Regions from separate parts of the Mus musculus genome. Here all the other regions are linked to region 1. Evidence: chromatin contacts called from public promoter capture Hi-C data. All regions are on one chromosome and are shown on one strand. The core of a region is the stretch at or near the end of the contact, and the rest is flanking DNA. Distances in the headings are between cores, read along the strand shown.

The links. Promoter capture Hi-C pulls out the DNA fragments that hold promoters and counts their contacts.
Region 2: a promoter capture Hi-C map of pre-B cells shows a contact between it and region 1, with 4 times the contacts expected there. The contact joins the promoter of Csrnp3 here to the promoter of Grb14 in region 1. A contact is called at or near these places in 2 of 39 promoter capture datasets (hippocampal neurons and pre-B cells).
Region 3: a contact with region 1 is called in a promoter capture Hi-C map of pre-B cells, with 5 times the contacts expected there. The contact joins the promoter of Scn2a here to the promoter of Grb14 in region 1. A contact is called at or near these places in 9 of 39 promoter capture datasets (the 3T3-L1 cell line, the C10 cell line, cranial neural crest and 5 more).
Region 4: a promoter capture Hi-C map of pre-B cells shows a contact between it and region 1, with 9 times the contacts expected there. The contact joins the promoter of Scn3a here to the promoter of Grb14 in region 1. A contact is called at or near these places in 8 of 39 promoter capture datasets (the 3T3-L1 cell line, 3T3-L1-derived adipocytes, hippocampal neurons and 3 more), 1 of 15 datasets of contacts at CTCF or cohesin (large pre-B cells), 4 of 484 Hi-C or Micro-C datasets (the N1E-115 cell line, cardiomyocytes, large pre-B cells and 1 more) and 2 of 9 other capture datasets (adipose tissue and liver).

The regions. Positions count from the first base shown.
Region 1 is chr2:65,020,785-65,024,324 of GRCm38.p6, reverse strand. Grb14 (growth factor receptor bound protein 14) reads left to right here and starts at 1,559. Exons shown (of 14, transcript NM_016719.1): 1 at 1,559-1,865; 2 at 3,106-3,238. The coding sequence starts at 1,681.
Region 2 is chr2:65,844,029-65,847,568 of GRCm38.p6, reverse strand. Csrnp3 (cysteine-serine-rich nuclear protein 3) reads right to left here and starts at 1,802. Exons shown (of 7, transcript NM_153409.5): 1 at 1,685-1,802.
Region 3 is chr2:65,618,813-65,622,352 of GRCm38.p6, reverse strand. It overlaps Scn2a (sodium channel, voltage-gated, type II, alpha), which reads right to left and starts at 1,584. Exons shown (of 27, transcript NM_001346679.2): 1 at 1,338-1,584.
Region 4 is chr2:65,565,931-65,569,470 of GRCm38.p6, reverse strand. Scn3a (sodium channel, voltage-gated, type III, alpha) reads left to right here and starts at 1,979. Exons shown (of 27, transcript NM_001355167.1): 1 at 1,979-2,205. The region is part of intron 2 of Gm34833 (a long non-coding RNA gene); the gene reads right to left.

The sequences.
Region 1 (3,540 bases), core at 310-2,809:
CGTGGAGTGGTTATAACCAGGAAGCATGCCAATTTTAACCCCAGTTGTCATCAGAGTTTGGGGCTGACATTCTGATAGGGGATATACTCAAGCAGGACAACAAGGATGGCTCACTTTTTCAGGAGGGATGTTTATCTTGCCATGGACAGAAGAAGTGGAGGTTGACTTAGGGAAACAGGTGCCAGGACCAGATGATATCTAAGTTGGTCAGAGAACAAAGAGTGTGTAAACTCTCTGAAAGTCCTCCACGGTGCACAGGATGTAGGATACTTCATGAAAAGCAGGGACAGAAGTCCGGATTTCAGGGTATGGTTGCTGCATCCTGGAAGAACACAATGCCTCTACTGTTTCATTGCCTAGGTTGACATGGAAGCTTATGGGATGAATCCTGAGTGCATCTGTTAACTAAGAGCTAAGCAGGGCCTTGCCCTGGGTTGCTTGGGGACCCTAATATTCTTATGTATAAAATGAGGCAAGTAGTAGATTCATGGAATAGTTAGGAGAGCAAGGCAGAATGTGGAAAATATGAGAAAGATGCTCTCATTAAAAAAAGAAAAGAACTGGGCAGTGGTGGCACAGGCCTTTAATCCCAGCACTTGGGAGGCAGAGGCAGAGGCAGGCAGATTTCTGAGTTCGAGGCCATCCTGGTCTACAGGGTGAGTTCCAGGCCAGACAGGGCTACACAGAGAAACCCTGGTCTCCAAAAACCAAAAAAAAAAAAAAATTAATTAATAACTAAGTAAAAATATAAAAAATAAATAAAAAGAAAAGAAAAGAAAGAAAGAAGGAAAGAAGGAAAGAAGGAAAGAAGGAAAGAAGGAAAGAAGGAAAGAAGGAAAGAAGGAAAGAAAGAAAGAAAGAAAGAAAGAAAGAAAGAAAGAAAGAAAGAAAGAAAGAACGAACACAAGGAAAAAACTCTATTAATAATCCCAGGCACCTTGAGATTCATTCAGGTTTTACTGAGAATTCTCACCAGTTCAAAGGAGTTTTTCTAAGACAGCAACCCTGATTTTTCCTCACTTTACTCCATCTCTTGCCACGGAGGAAAAGGAAAGGGGTGGTGGGGGAGGGAGCGCGGGGTGGGGGGCGGGACTGGAGAATACATTGCCCTAAGATTTCCTCCTGGTTTGCCAGTACTGTGGGTCTGTCTTGATGATCAAGCCACAGCTTAGGTGATCTCCCGTGGCCCTACTGGCACGGAAGGGTCTAAGGACCAGTTCTGCCTGGACCCAGGCAGATTGGAGGTCGGTCCTCCTAGCCCAGAGTGGCACTCGGCCCGCGGGACTTTCAGCCTTGTGCTGGGTCACCCACTTGGGAAAGCGGCGGTGGGACTTAGGGAGCCTGAGGTCGAGGTCCCCACGCTTCAGGAGAGTGACACCAGCGCCCCCGAGTGCCCGGGCTACGCGCAGGGCCCGCCAGGCTGGCGCTCCATCCTCCCCGCCCCCCAGCACCGCTCTTCCCGGTCCCCACCCTCTACGTCCCCACCCTCCTCCTCCGCCCCCGCCCCTCCCCCGCTCCCCGCCCCACCGCGTCCCAGCCGCCCTGGCCGTGAGCGCAGGCGGCCCTGCCACCGCACCTGCAAGGCGCTCGCTGCCTGCAACCGCTCGGCTCTGCTCGCCCCCAGCCCTTCGTAGCTTTCGCCTCGCGGTCGATGACTCCCTAGACCCCTGGCCTACGACCATGACCACGTCCCTGCAAGACGGGCAGAGCGCCGCGGGCCGGGCAGGCGCCCAGGATTCGCCGCTGGCAGTGCAGGTGTGCCGCGTTGCCCAGGGCAAGGGAGACGCCCAGGACCCGGCGCAGGTCCCCGGACTGCACGCGCTGTCCCCCGCCTCCGATGCGACCCTCCGCGGTGCCATAGACAGGTAGGCAGCTTCGTGGTGGTGTCCGGGTCAGCAATCCGCTCTTGGGGTATGGAGGCGGCCCAGGGGTGAGTGTGTGCCCAGAGCCGGACCAAGTTTGGAAAGTGTCTGAAGACAATTCCCTTGGAGCCAGATCCCGCGGGGTCAGGAGGGCACCACGATCTCCAGGTGCCCTGTTATAAATAGCATCACGGGGTGGTGGAGAGCGGTCTGTCTCACCTTTGCCCTTTGGGGTGAACCAGAAGGCTTCACTCCAGACTGACCACATTCAGCTGCTGGGTGGCCCTTTTCCTATTACACTATAGGCTTCAAAAATCCAAGCTTGAATGTGTTCACCTCCCACGTAGATAGAGTCTTCCAAGGACCCGGGAGAGGCAGAGCAGGGGTTGACATTTGAGCCGTCTTTATGTTCCACAGGAAAGGGCAGCGGCTTTCCAAGGTTTCTCATCTCCACAGCAATGAGCATTAAGTGCCTTTGGAGTTGTCATACTTAGGAAAGAAAAAGGCGAGAAGAGCTTAAGAATCCGTGGCTTTTTGCAGTCGCACATCTAAATACCACTCCTGCTTCTTTGTCAGGATTTGCAAAGCGCTCTGACTTCAGTCAAGTTAAAATAACTCCCCAGTGGCCTAGCGTTACATTCCTGCTAACACATTCTATTGACTTACCTTCCCAGAAGGACTGCCTTGGTGTTCTGTATCTATAAGCACTTGAAAAATTAGCAGACTGTGTGTGGGCAACATTGTGAATGAAATTCGAAGTGAGATGAACCACATCTATATTTAATAAATCATAACTTCCAGCAGTGATGAGTAAAAAAAAAATCCTGGGGATGAGTTTACTGGATGTAACTTACAGATTTTGTCAATTTAATAGGAGCCAGGAAATGGCACACTCCCCTGGGTAATGTTTGCATAAATCATGATGTAGCCTGTGTTGGTGTTCAGGAAAGCCCTAAGTACAGGAAATGGAGTGTCAATGCCTCCCAAGGCTTTTCTTCTTCTTCTTTTCTTTTTCTGTGAGATGGGGTGGGGGAGGTGGTATAGAATTATTTGTGGTAATTGGCATATTTTATTTTTGACCCATGGGCACGACATCCTTGCTCTTTCCTGTACACCTACTTATAGAGTGTTAGCCTTGTCACCAAGCGGTACACGTTAGCCTGAGCAATGCTCTTTCCCCTGACAGCAATTACATTTCCTATTCTGTTTTATGTAAATGACGTCCTATGTTCTCTTGGTGTAGGAGAAAAATGAAAGATCTGGATGTTCTGGAAAAGCCACCCATTCCCAACCCCTTTCCTGAGCTCTGCTGCTCTCCGCTTACATCTGTGCTGTCAGCAGGCCTGTTTCCCAGGGCCAATTCAAGGAAGAAGCAGGTATGCACCTCCAAACCTGTGAAACCCTAAGGTCTTCCAAGGCTTGTGCCCACACAGACTTCAAGAGTTTTGCAAAAAAACCAAACCAAACCAAAACAAAGCATCAAACGAGAATTTGCTTGGCCCTTGACTGAAAGGGGCCCTTGAGATGATGTTCCTTCTGGGATTCAGCTTCCTCAGCTGTGTAGTGGGAATATCAAACATTTCCTCTTGGGTTCTTGGGAGAGAATAGGGTTGAGAGTGCACCTGTCCTGACTGCCTATCGGACAACAGGCATCAATTTCACACCAGTCTTAATTGGA
Region 2 (3,540 bases), core at 553-3,052, 820 kb before region 1:
AGAAAACATCACTGCATTGATTGATTGTCCGTGCCACATTCCAGCAGCTGAATATTTATTTAGATTTGCATACCACCTTAGGCTCCATGGGGGTGGGAAACTTGAATTAATTGCAATCATCGTTTTGTTTGAAAAACCAAAAATTACTTTTAAAGAGAAACATCAACAGTGAAAAACAGGGAGAAATTGTAGCATGATGTCATGATTTTTGAAAACCAGAAATGGTTCAAAACAAACCATAGGAGAGATCAACATAACATCTGATCTTAATATCTGTTTAAAGATATTAAGTATGTTTAGGAAGTTCAAAGGAAATATTCATTAACTTGAGTAATCTTTACCCACTATCCAGCAGTATTTCCTTCCCGTTTAATTTCTTAAGAATTTGTTGTGTTTGTACCATCTTATTCAAAGGGTTGTACCACCCATCTTCCAAAATCAAAGCAAAAATAAGACCAAATTTTCTTAGAAATTACAGTCATTCTTAGTAAGTTTTAATTCATTCAAAGGCAGCAAAATATTTACATCACTATTATGATTGTGTTTTACTCCAGTCAACAGGTATTAATTGGATGCCAATGTGTCCATGACTGTACTATTTTTTAAGACCTCAAAGGTAATGAGTTCCTCTCAGACTTAAATGATCTTATAAAATATAATCTACAGAGGAGCTAGTGTTGTGGAATAAAATTATTTTTGCCATCTTTATTACCATAAATATAACATTTAGTCCGTACTGCTAAAAAAAAATCTTTCCTGGTTTTCATAAAAGAAAATAAAACTTAATGCCAGGCATTATAAGCAGCTAGTAAAGTCAAAACTTTAGGCGTACTAACACATAACTGCTGTGAGGCTTTTGCCAGCAGTGTGTAGTGGAATTTCTTAACTTGACGTATCTGATGCATAAATGAAACGTGTCGGTCAGACCCTACTTTTCACAGCAAAGTCTCGTCTTTCTCAATTAGGCTTCCGTGCTTTTAAAGGAAAACCGTCCCGTGCATGTTGACAGCTACCGATAGATCTTTACTTCATCACCACATGGAAGCTTCACATTTGCTGACAAATGCTGCAGCTACTCGGCACCAGATGCACAGAACGAAGAGGGTTTGCATGCACATAGATCGTTCATTCAAAGTCTAGGCTAAAAGAAACTATAAACAAACAAACAAAAAAATCATAAGCTCCTTGCTGGGTCCTAAATATAAAGACCCCCATACTGAATCCAGTATGTTCTGAGAAGGCTCCATTTTCTCAGGACCTGTGGAATCTATCAAGCTTTGCTCATGCCTCCTTTGGTTTCCATGAACACAGCCTGATAAAAACACACAAAGACACAGGATTTTATCCGTCCGTTGTGCGTTTGCTTAGATGGCTAATCCGGAAAAGACAAGTTCCTCAGGGTTTTGTGCCTTTTGTATTTAAATCGGAAAAGGGTTTTTGCAAACCCAAGAGCTGCTCATCTAGGCTTCCCGTAGTCACTCGAGGGACAGGTTTTTCGGGAAGCGCCTTTAGGATTCCCACATTCCCTAAGATGCTTCTACTAGAACCGAGCATTTCCCTTTAAAAAAAAAAAAGAAAGAAAGAAAGAAGGAAGGAAGGGAAAAAGAAAGAAAGGAAGGAAGAAAGAAGAAAAGAGAGAAAGAAAAGAAAAATAAATTTCTTTTCGTCTTTTTTTTTCTCTTACCTGTAAATATGGTCTCTGTACTTGGGCTCCAGCAGAACACACTGAGAAGAGCTCACTCCGCCCTTCATCCATCAGGCCGCAGCCAACCAATAACAAAAGCCAGATCCTGGCGTCCTCCAGCTCTTGCCGCCTGCCTGCTCTCAGTCCTTGCTCCCTCCCACCTCGAGCTTTTAGAGGACAAATCCCTGCAGCAGAGGGAGGAAGGCAGTGGGGAAAAAAAATGAAAAATGGAGAGACAGAACAGAGAAGAAAAATATTTCAAACAACAGCCAGCTGGAGTCAAAAGTCTTGTTTTGGATGTAGGAAATCAGGGTTAATCTATGCCTTGCCCACCATAAGTCAAAGCAAGCACCGAGGAAAGCCTAGGTAAATCGCCTGTTTCCCCTCACCCTACTGATTTTTTCCCTTTAGTAGAAAAAACATATACACGTCCTCATTGCACGTTTTGAGTTATAGGCAGAGAAAGAGACTGACCATCAATATTGCCTTTTCAAAGGATCCAAGGGAAATGAATCAAGCATGACATCTCTTACTGGTGACATGACAACCTCTGCTTGGCAGTGTTTCTATTCATAGTTCTGGGGCCAGATCAGCAGAATACACATTTTTCAAACAGAGTAGAAGAATATTCAAATAATTTGGAGTTGTGTGGTTTGTACAACTTCCGATTCCTTAGATAGCGGCATTAATTTGTGAATACTGGAGCTTGTTAAAGATTAAAGAGGCATCGGCCACTTGGTTGCAAAGCCCCAAAATGGCTAATTGGACTCTAATTTTGCTCTAATAACCCTGGGCAAAATCATTTCACTTCTGAACTGAAAGGCATAGCATGAATCAAAGAACAATTGAGGAAAACATCAGATTAGATTTATTTAAGGCAGCAAAGCAAATTCATATGCAGCTTTGGGGAGGGGGGGAGGAATTGCTTTAAGAGAGGTCTCACTAAGCTGCTGTGGCTAGCCTGGAACTCACTAAGTGAACTACCTAGGCTGGCCTCAAACATAAAAGAGACCTGCCTGCCTCTGCCTCCTAAGTGCTGGGATTAAAGGCCAGTGATATCACAAGTAGCCAAGAAAGCTAATTAAACGAATGAACAACAACAGACCCTAATAAAGCAAACCAGTATTCTTTGTATTTAAAAACGCTACTAATTGAATCAGGGAGAGAATTCAGTGGGCAAAGGCTCTTGCTCCCAAACCTGACAACCTGAGTTTAATCCCCGGGCTCCATGTATTAGAAAGAGACAATGACTTCTTGAAAACTGAACTCAGATATCTACACCAGTGCCATGGCATGGGAACACACATACACACACACACACACACACACACACACACACACTTAATATAAAATGTAAAACTCGCTGCTGATTGCAGTCATTTGATGAGATATTCTAAGAAAGCTTCCTTGAGAAGACATGAATTGATGGTTGTTTTCTTTTTATTTGTGGTGTGTGTGTGTGTGTGTGTGTGTGTGTGTGTGTGTGTGTGTAGGCTCTAGGAGGAATCTAGAGTTGGACGTATACGTTGTGAGCTGCCTGAGGTGGTTGATGGGAAATGAACTCTAACCCTGTAGAGGAGCTACAATCTCTTGAGCACTGAGCTACATTCCCAACGACTTTTCCCTCACCCAGTGTCCTTCTTGTCCCTCACCCATGTCCACATATAGATATATCTATGGGTCTGGTTCTGCAGTTTCATAGGTCAATGGCTTTATGGGAATTAAACCAAGGGGAAGAAGAGGAGGCAAACAGGGAGATTTCTTTATGTATGGAGGTACCTGGTCCAAGGACACACCTTGGATAGTCTAGAGATAATGGTACAGAAGACAAAGAAAAGTGACTGGAGACTTAACAT
Region 3 (3,540 bases), core at 335-2,834, 600 kb before region 1:
AGTGTAATATTCCACTTAATGTAAAACCCACATAACCTCTCAGCCACTGTTGCTCTTCTCTAAATGGAAGATGGATACATGCCAAATAAAAATCTGTGATTCTAAATAGCATCCTATTTATTGAACTCTGTATAACGGAAAACTCGTCATAGATTCTACATATTCAAATAATATTTTTTCAGTATTCCTAAACATCCCGAAAACTCACAGATTTCACAACCTCAAACATAGCATAACTACCTTTTTATAGGAAAATGATGACTGAGATAGAAACATCTCAAATGCATGCACCCTCACTGCCTGCCTCCTACACCACACACACACACACACACACACACACACACACACACACACACACGTCTTTCAACAAGAGAGAGTGAAGCAGTTAACAATCTTGTAAAAATATTCCTATTTTTTTAATTTATTCAAATCAATCCAAATGTTGAGCCAAATGGCAACCAATGGCTTTTGTATACGACATTTCTATATTTCATTTTCTGCTTCTACTGATAATCATAAAGAAAGTCTTTAATCATAGGAACCAGGATAAAAAGGAAGGTTGTTACCATTTCCACCTCCTGAGTCATTCTACTCTTTAGCTAACATCACGTGACCTAAAATTGTTTAAAATGTGAACACTTTTCACAATGGAACTATTCTAAATGCCCACTGTCTTTTTTTTTTCACAGATAAGGATAATCCATTTTCCCCCAGCAATTAATTAGTTTCCACTGTTCTCCTCCTAAGGGGGGAGGGGGGAGTCCAGTGCTGTCACTCGGAATCTATTAAACACATTACATCAATCTTCACTCGTGGGCTAGCAGTGACTTGCATACCGTTCTAAAAGGTTAAAACAAAAACATAAAGAATCCCAACATCCTAGCAGCAGCAATTGTTCAAAAGGCCTTGGGCTCAGGATGCTGAGGTAGCTCTAAAACTGTGCCCAGGATGCTCAGCCGTGGGCTCTGGCAGAGCCACTGCCATGTTAGTCTGCTTCATTACATCTCTATGATTTGTTCAACGCATTAAACATCAGTATTTCCCTTGTGAGAAGAAGGCCCATCCCTCACTCTGCAAGCTTTATCTTTTGATGTTAAACAAATACAGCCACAGAAATGAAAGGCTAAGAAGCCGAAGAAAACATTGAAAATACAACATGGCACAGCCAGTGATCATTTTAGCATAGGAAGGTTTTTAAACGCAGAACAGCCAGAATTAGAGCATTTGAGCCTTTGAGTTCTGCATACAACATTACAAAGCACATCTTATTTTAAATGCCATCATTTGGCAGAATCGTGATTCACTGATGCAACAAAAATAGAATCATGCTTGCTTACCTGAAATAAAGGGAATGGTACTCATAGCACAGAATCCATGTGCGTGTTGAATATAACCAGTCTCCAACGCAGGTTTCTAGAATTCAGCCTACAGCAGAAAGTAAAATCTCACATGTGCGATAATAATATCCTTACTAAAGAGAAAAAGCCAAGACAGGGCGATCACTGCATCCTCTCTGCTTCTGCCTTAGCTTTCTGTTCTGACACTCAGTCACTCGATGGTACCCACTGTCAGAAAACAGCATGCTAAATTAAAATAAATAAATAAATAAATAAATAAATGTAGGAGAGGAGCGTCTTGCATGACAGCTCCATCTCCTGGCCACAAGTGGAATCGCTGTAATTTCAAGTTCCTTTGGCAAAGCAACATTCAACACATAAGATTAAATGGTGTATAGTTCAGAATTCTAATGTACTCTAATTCAACTATTCTAGTTAGTTACAAATTGAACACTAAAATGTCATTATACTTTGTGGTTTTTTAAAATGTAGTTTAACATTTGGAGTTTGATTTATTTTTATTATGTTTAAATGAAATCTGAGTTTTCAGAACATTATGGAAAAGAGCTATATGAAACTAATTGTAATTATTAATCATGTCATTATTGGTTATCTTTTTGTGAGGAAGTATATTGTCTTAAGAGATAAGCTTGTTGTTAACAGAATGATGGATTTATGAAAAGACAAAAACCTCGGTCAATCAAACTTTCTGAAACATCTCGAACCATATAGGCAATCTGAAATGTGATAATTGTTCTATACCATAGTCTGAAGCAAGGCCTCATTGGGAGGGTAGGAGCAGAATTCAAAGTTCCCCACTTGTTAAGTAAGTTAGAAAACCAAAGTTTTGCTGAGTATATGACCTGTTCAATACATATTAGTTTATGTACTTATTTTTTTCGTGCTTAATTTTCTACAATTGTTTATGAAGTTCTGAGTCACAAACTACTTGAAATTTAAAAAGTCTATCTGCTGTCTTTTTCTCAAAACCAACTTCATCAAACAGGGTCAAGTACCAATTCAGAGATTCTGGTGCTGTCCGTGGTGCTGAAAGCCAATTACACGCTCTCTTGCAGTGTTCCAAGATTTTCTGCCAGCTGACATAAAATCTTGGTAAAATACGATTTAAAAAAATAATAATGATCGTTTCATTATTAGAAAGATTGCTCAGAGGTTAAGATCATTCACTGCTCTTGCAGAGGACCTCCACATTAAAACCAAAATCTAGGCATGTGCCCAGAATTGTGCTCATACCCCTGCCCTCACTGAATCTATTCTTGTTTCTTTACAGTCACTTCAATTTGCTCACTTTTATAAGCCTGGATCCTTAACACGTACCTGAAACACGAATTATTCCCAGATAATGAATGGATGACTGTCCTAGAAAAATAGCTTGTGCATTACTTTTGTATTTTCATTGTACATATACTTGTATTTTTGTGCTTTAATTCCTATGTTTCCTTTAATATGCATGCCCGTCATAAAGCATAAAAGTCAATGAAGTAAATAGCATGCATTTTCATTAAGCTATCTAAAATATGTTTTGATCTCTCTCTCTCTCTCTCTCACACACACACACACACACACACACACACACACACACACACACACACTTGGACATACTGAGACTATATGTTGAATTTATTGGTTAAACAATGTCTGCCTTGAAACTAGAGCTCTACACTCTTAGGTTGTTTTCAGCAAGGGAGAGGGAGGCAGAGGGGGAGCACACTATGAGGCAACTCTTACAACTTTATTTTTATGTAAAAACCTTTAGTCTCATCTAGAATGTTTTTATCTATTTTAAGAAAATAGGCAAAACATCAACATTGCTTCCTGCACCAGATATTTGTATATTTATGCAGAAAATGTGTACATATACAGTATTTATAAGCACAGCACACTTCCAAAATCAGGCAGAGTTAGATTCACCTTGCTAGCAGCAACAAACCTGTGATGATCTCTCAGTGTAATGTCCCTCTTCTGTTGCTTTGCTTTAAGAATAAAATCCAAATACTTACTTTAATATCTTTGTTTTCAAAATTATTTTAATTTTAGCAGGAAAAGTAGTCACATTTTACTTCAAGTAAATTTTTACTCTTGGTAAGGACATGCTTTTTTTATTTTTATTTTTGCCAATTCTCCCTTACCTAACCATGCCGGTCCTCAGATAGAGAAAGTAATGAAACTTGAAGTCTTGTTT
Region 4 (3,540 bases), core at 730-3,229, 540 kb before region 1:
TCATCCCCAGAGACAAATGTTGATAGGCTTGAGTGCATCTCGTTTCTACCATCAGGCAAAATGGGGACTATAATTTAAAAATAAAGTAAGTATTTCTTGAACACACGTCTAAAACAATGATGTCCGAATTTCCAGTGTTCGTTATGAGTAAACTTCTTCCTGATAGACAATTATGGTCTAGCCTTGTCTTCAAGGCTGATAGATTGTCAACATGTAAATGTATGTGTGTTGCATCAATATGTACTGTCAAAGAAACAAGCTTCTTTTGACCACAAGATTTTTTTTGGGGGGGGGGGGTGTATGTATGACAGCAGGAACAGCTGAAATCCACCTTGAAGAAGGTAAGCCAAGGCTATCTGAAGTAGTTGGTTGGGAAATGATCTGCTCTTCAGGCACTAGGACCTCCTTTAAAATCTCCAGCCCTAGCCTAGGCAACATAGGAGAGCTGGTCCCAAGGGTTCCAGAGCAGCGAGCCTTGACGGTATGGGCCCTGGAGAGCCGGTGGGCTGACCACCTCAGCTACCACCCAGGCCCAGATCCCGTGCTTTGAATTGACCCACTCGAGCATCTACCCTACCTATGAACAGCTGAAGCAGGACTGGGTGGTCCTGCAGATCCAAGCTGCAGGATCGCCACCTTATAGGGCAACGACAGGATATCTGAGCGGAGTCCCGGTGAGGATCCAGGATTGATGGAGTAGCAGAAGCCAGAGGCCTCGAACCAGACCAATGACTCACTGCAATGACACACCTCAGCTTCCAAGGTGAGAGATCTTCTTTCTTTCTTTCTTTCTTTCTTTCTTTCTTTCTTTCTTTCTTTCTTTCTTTCTTTCTTTTTCTTTCTTTCTTTCTTTCTTTCTTTCTCTCTCTGTCTCTCTGTCTCTCTGTCTCTCTCTCTCTCTCTCTCTGTCTCTCTCTCTCTCTTTCTTTCTTTTGGGAGATGTTGCAGGGGCAGAAGGCTGATACAAAGGGATGGGGAGATGAGTAGGATTGGGGCTAATGATGTGAAATTCACAAAGAATCAATAAGAATTTTTTTAAAAAATCCTCACCGTCCAAGACCAGGCCTGCTACGGTGCTGATTCTACCCCAGCAGTGGGGACAGAGGCGGGGAGTTTGCTGCTTCAGTCTAATTCCATGTTTAATGAGATAATTTTTCTCTAAATGTGAAAAGTAAAACCAAAAACTGCTGTTAAGAGCCCCCTCAACTCACAAAAGTCATTTTCCCTTTGACTACGTGATTCTGTTTCAATGTCGCAAGCATTTGCTGCCCTAATGTCTCAAAGGCTGAGCTAGAGGTAGATCACGGAAGACCCCTGAGGTCAACCCCCACCTACGCTGCCCCTTCATGAGCACATACACACCCCCTAAAGGAGCACATATATATGCCACACACACCTAAAAAATAATAAATAAATAAATAAATAAATAAATAAATAAATAAATAAATAAGGTATTCAGATCAGAGGTTGTCTTCAAAACCAAAACAAAAGAAAGAAATAAAAAATATGAAAAGTTTACATCTGCATATATGTTGTACTATTTTCTAAGAAACCAGATTTTTCACCTTGTGTGGAGGGGGACCTCATCTTGGAAGAGCAGACTTAGAGAAGATTTTATGAAAACCTGTGATTCCTAATCAAACAACTAGAAAATTAAAAAGTAAATACATAAAGAGGCGTGAAAGGTTAACTGTGCACACTCGTGTGGTAGCTAGGTTACCCCCCACCACCCCCCCCCCCCGCCTCCATCATCTCTCTGCTGTCACCGTGGGGCCCTTACATGATTCATAATGTTTCCATACAGGTTTGCCTCCTGCCTTCCGAAGAGATGGAGAATAATAGGAGTGTTTTGTCGTTTGCGCAATGGCGTGTGTCTGCCAGTAGATGGCAGTAACACGTTGAATGCTGCCAGCTTTTTCTTTTTCTTTCTTTTTTTTTTTTTTTTTTCCTTCCAGGGCCGTTTTCTGATATATGTTGGGTATCATAGAGTGAATCTCAGAACAGGAAGCGGAGGCATAAGCAGAAAGGATTCTGGAAAGGTCTCTTTGTTTTCATATCCACAGAGAAAGCAAGAAAAAAAAATTGAATGTAATTTGCAAATCCCTGTGGCCCAAATCTGAAGAACTACTGGGGGTGGCACGTTCCATTCTAACCATCTTGGATGCTGTCCTTTGTTGAGCTGTGATTCCTAAGGCTCTCCATCAGGTAAGCTGACAAAACATTTAATTATTTGCACCGTAGAATCTAGCCACCAGATCATCTTCTCATTTTAAAATCCTCCCCGTGCTGCCATTTTTAAAAGCCTAATGTTTAGATGTAAATTATAAGAACTAAAGGTATCATTTGATTTGTAAACTGCTTACTATTATTCCTTTATCTTTCAAAGGAAACAGCCTCTGTCTGGAAATGGTGACTTACAATACAGACTAGGAATTAAGGAGTGTGTGTCTGTGAAAGAAACAGATGTTTGGGGTTCATTGTATAGAGAGAACATCTGTTTTGTTAGACTTAATGTCAACCCACTAGATTTCAGGACGACACCGCCTATTCGGCATCTTTAAATCATTAAATGCTCAGTGAGATTGGAGCTACCTTTTCTGTGCTTTATTTTTTTTTTAAATTCAATTTAATTTTATTTACTTAGAAGCTCTGGAGAAGCCATATACAGACAGTGATATCAATATATAAGGGTGTTTGGCTATTTAGACATTCTTATTTTTCTTAGAAATTTATCAGCATAGAGGGAAAGAGACCACCCAGAGTAACATTAAAATACATTTGATTTGGTAAAAGTGAAATGATCCATGAATTCCTGTATGTCCCATACCCTCCTGTTTTGTTACCTTTTAACAGCCAGAAGCTTGAGAGCTGGGTAGGTTTCTTTCCTTCCTGGAACATTTCATGGTTGGTTTTTATTATCAGTACTATTACTACCAATCACCAGGAAAACTCACTTGAGACCAAATGAGAATAATTTACATTGTGTAGAGTCTGTGCCTGTCACTGAAATGTTTTACACCACACTCATAATGTTCCATTCAGTGATCACACTGCTACATTAGCAGAAGACCTACAGGCAGTAGTGGAAAGACAAGTTTTTAAGATTACAAAGCTCTCTCTCTCTCTCTCTCTCTCTCTCTCTCTCTCTCTCTCTCTCTCTCTCATGTGTGAGTGTGTGTGTGTGTGTGAGTGTGTGTGAGTGTGTGTGTGTGTGTGTGTGTGTGTGTGTGTGTGTGTGTGTGTGTGTGTGCAATAGGTAGTGTAATGTCTCTTGTGAGGACAAAGATGAAGCCATTAGTGTTTGTGAGGAGAATCTGCATGGAAATATTACATCTAATCTATTCTGAGCAGTGTGTCCTGCAAGAAATACAGACCCGTGATATCAACCCAGGCTTTGGTCGGTACTAAACAAAGGGCCTTAAAACAAACAAACAAACAAAAAAATACCTTGGGGTACCTGAAGTATATTTTCTCATCATGTTGGCGAACAAACCAAGCAATCTCACTCAGTAAATGACATCGGGAGGCAATACACTCCCC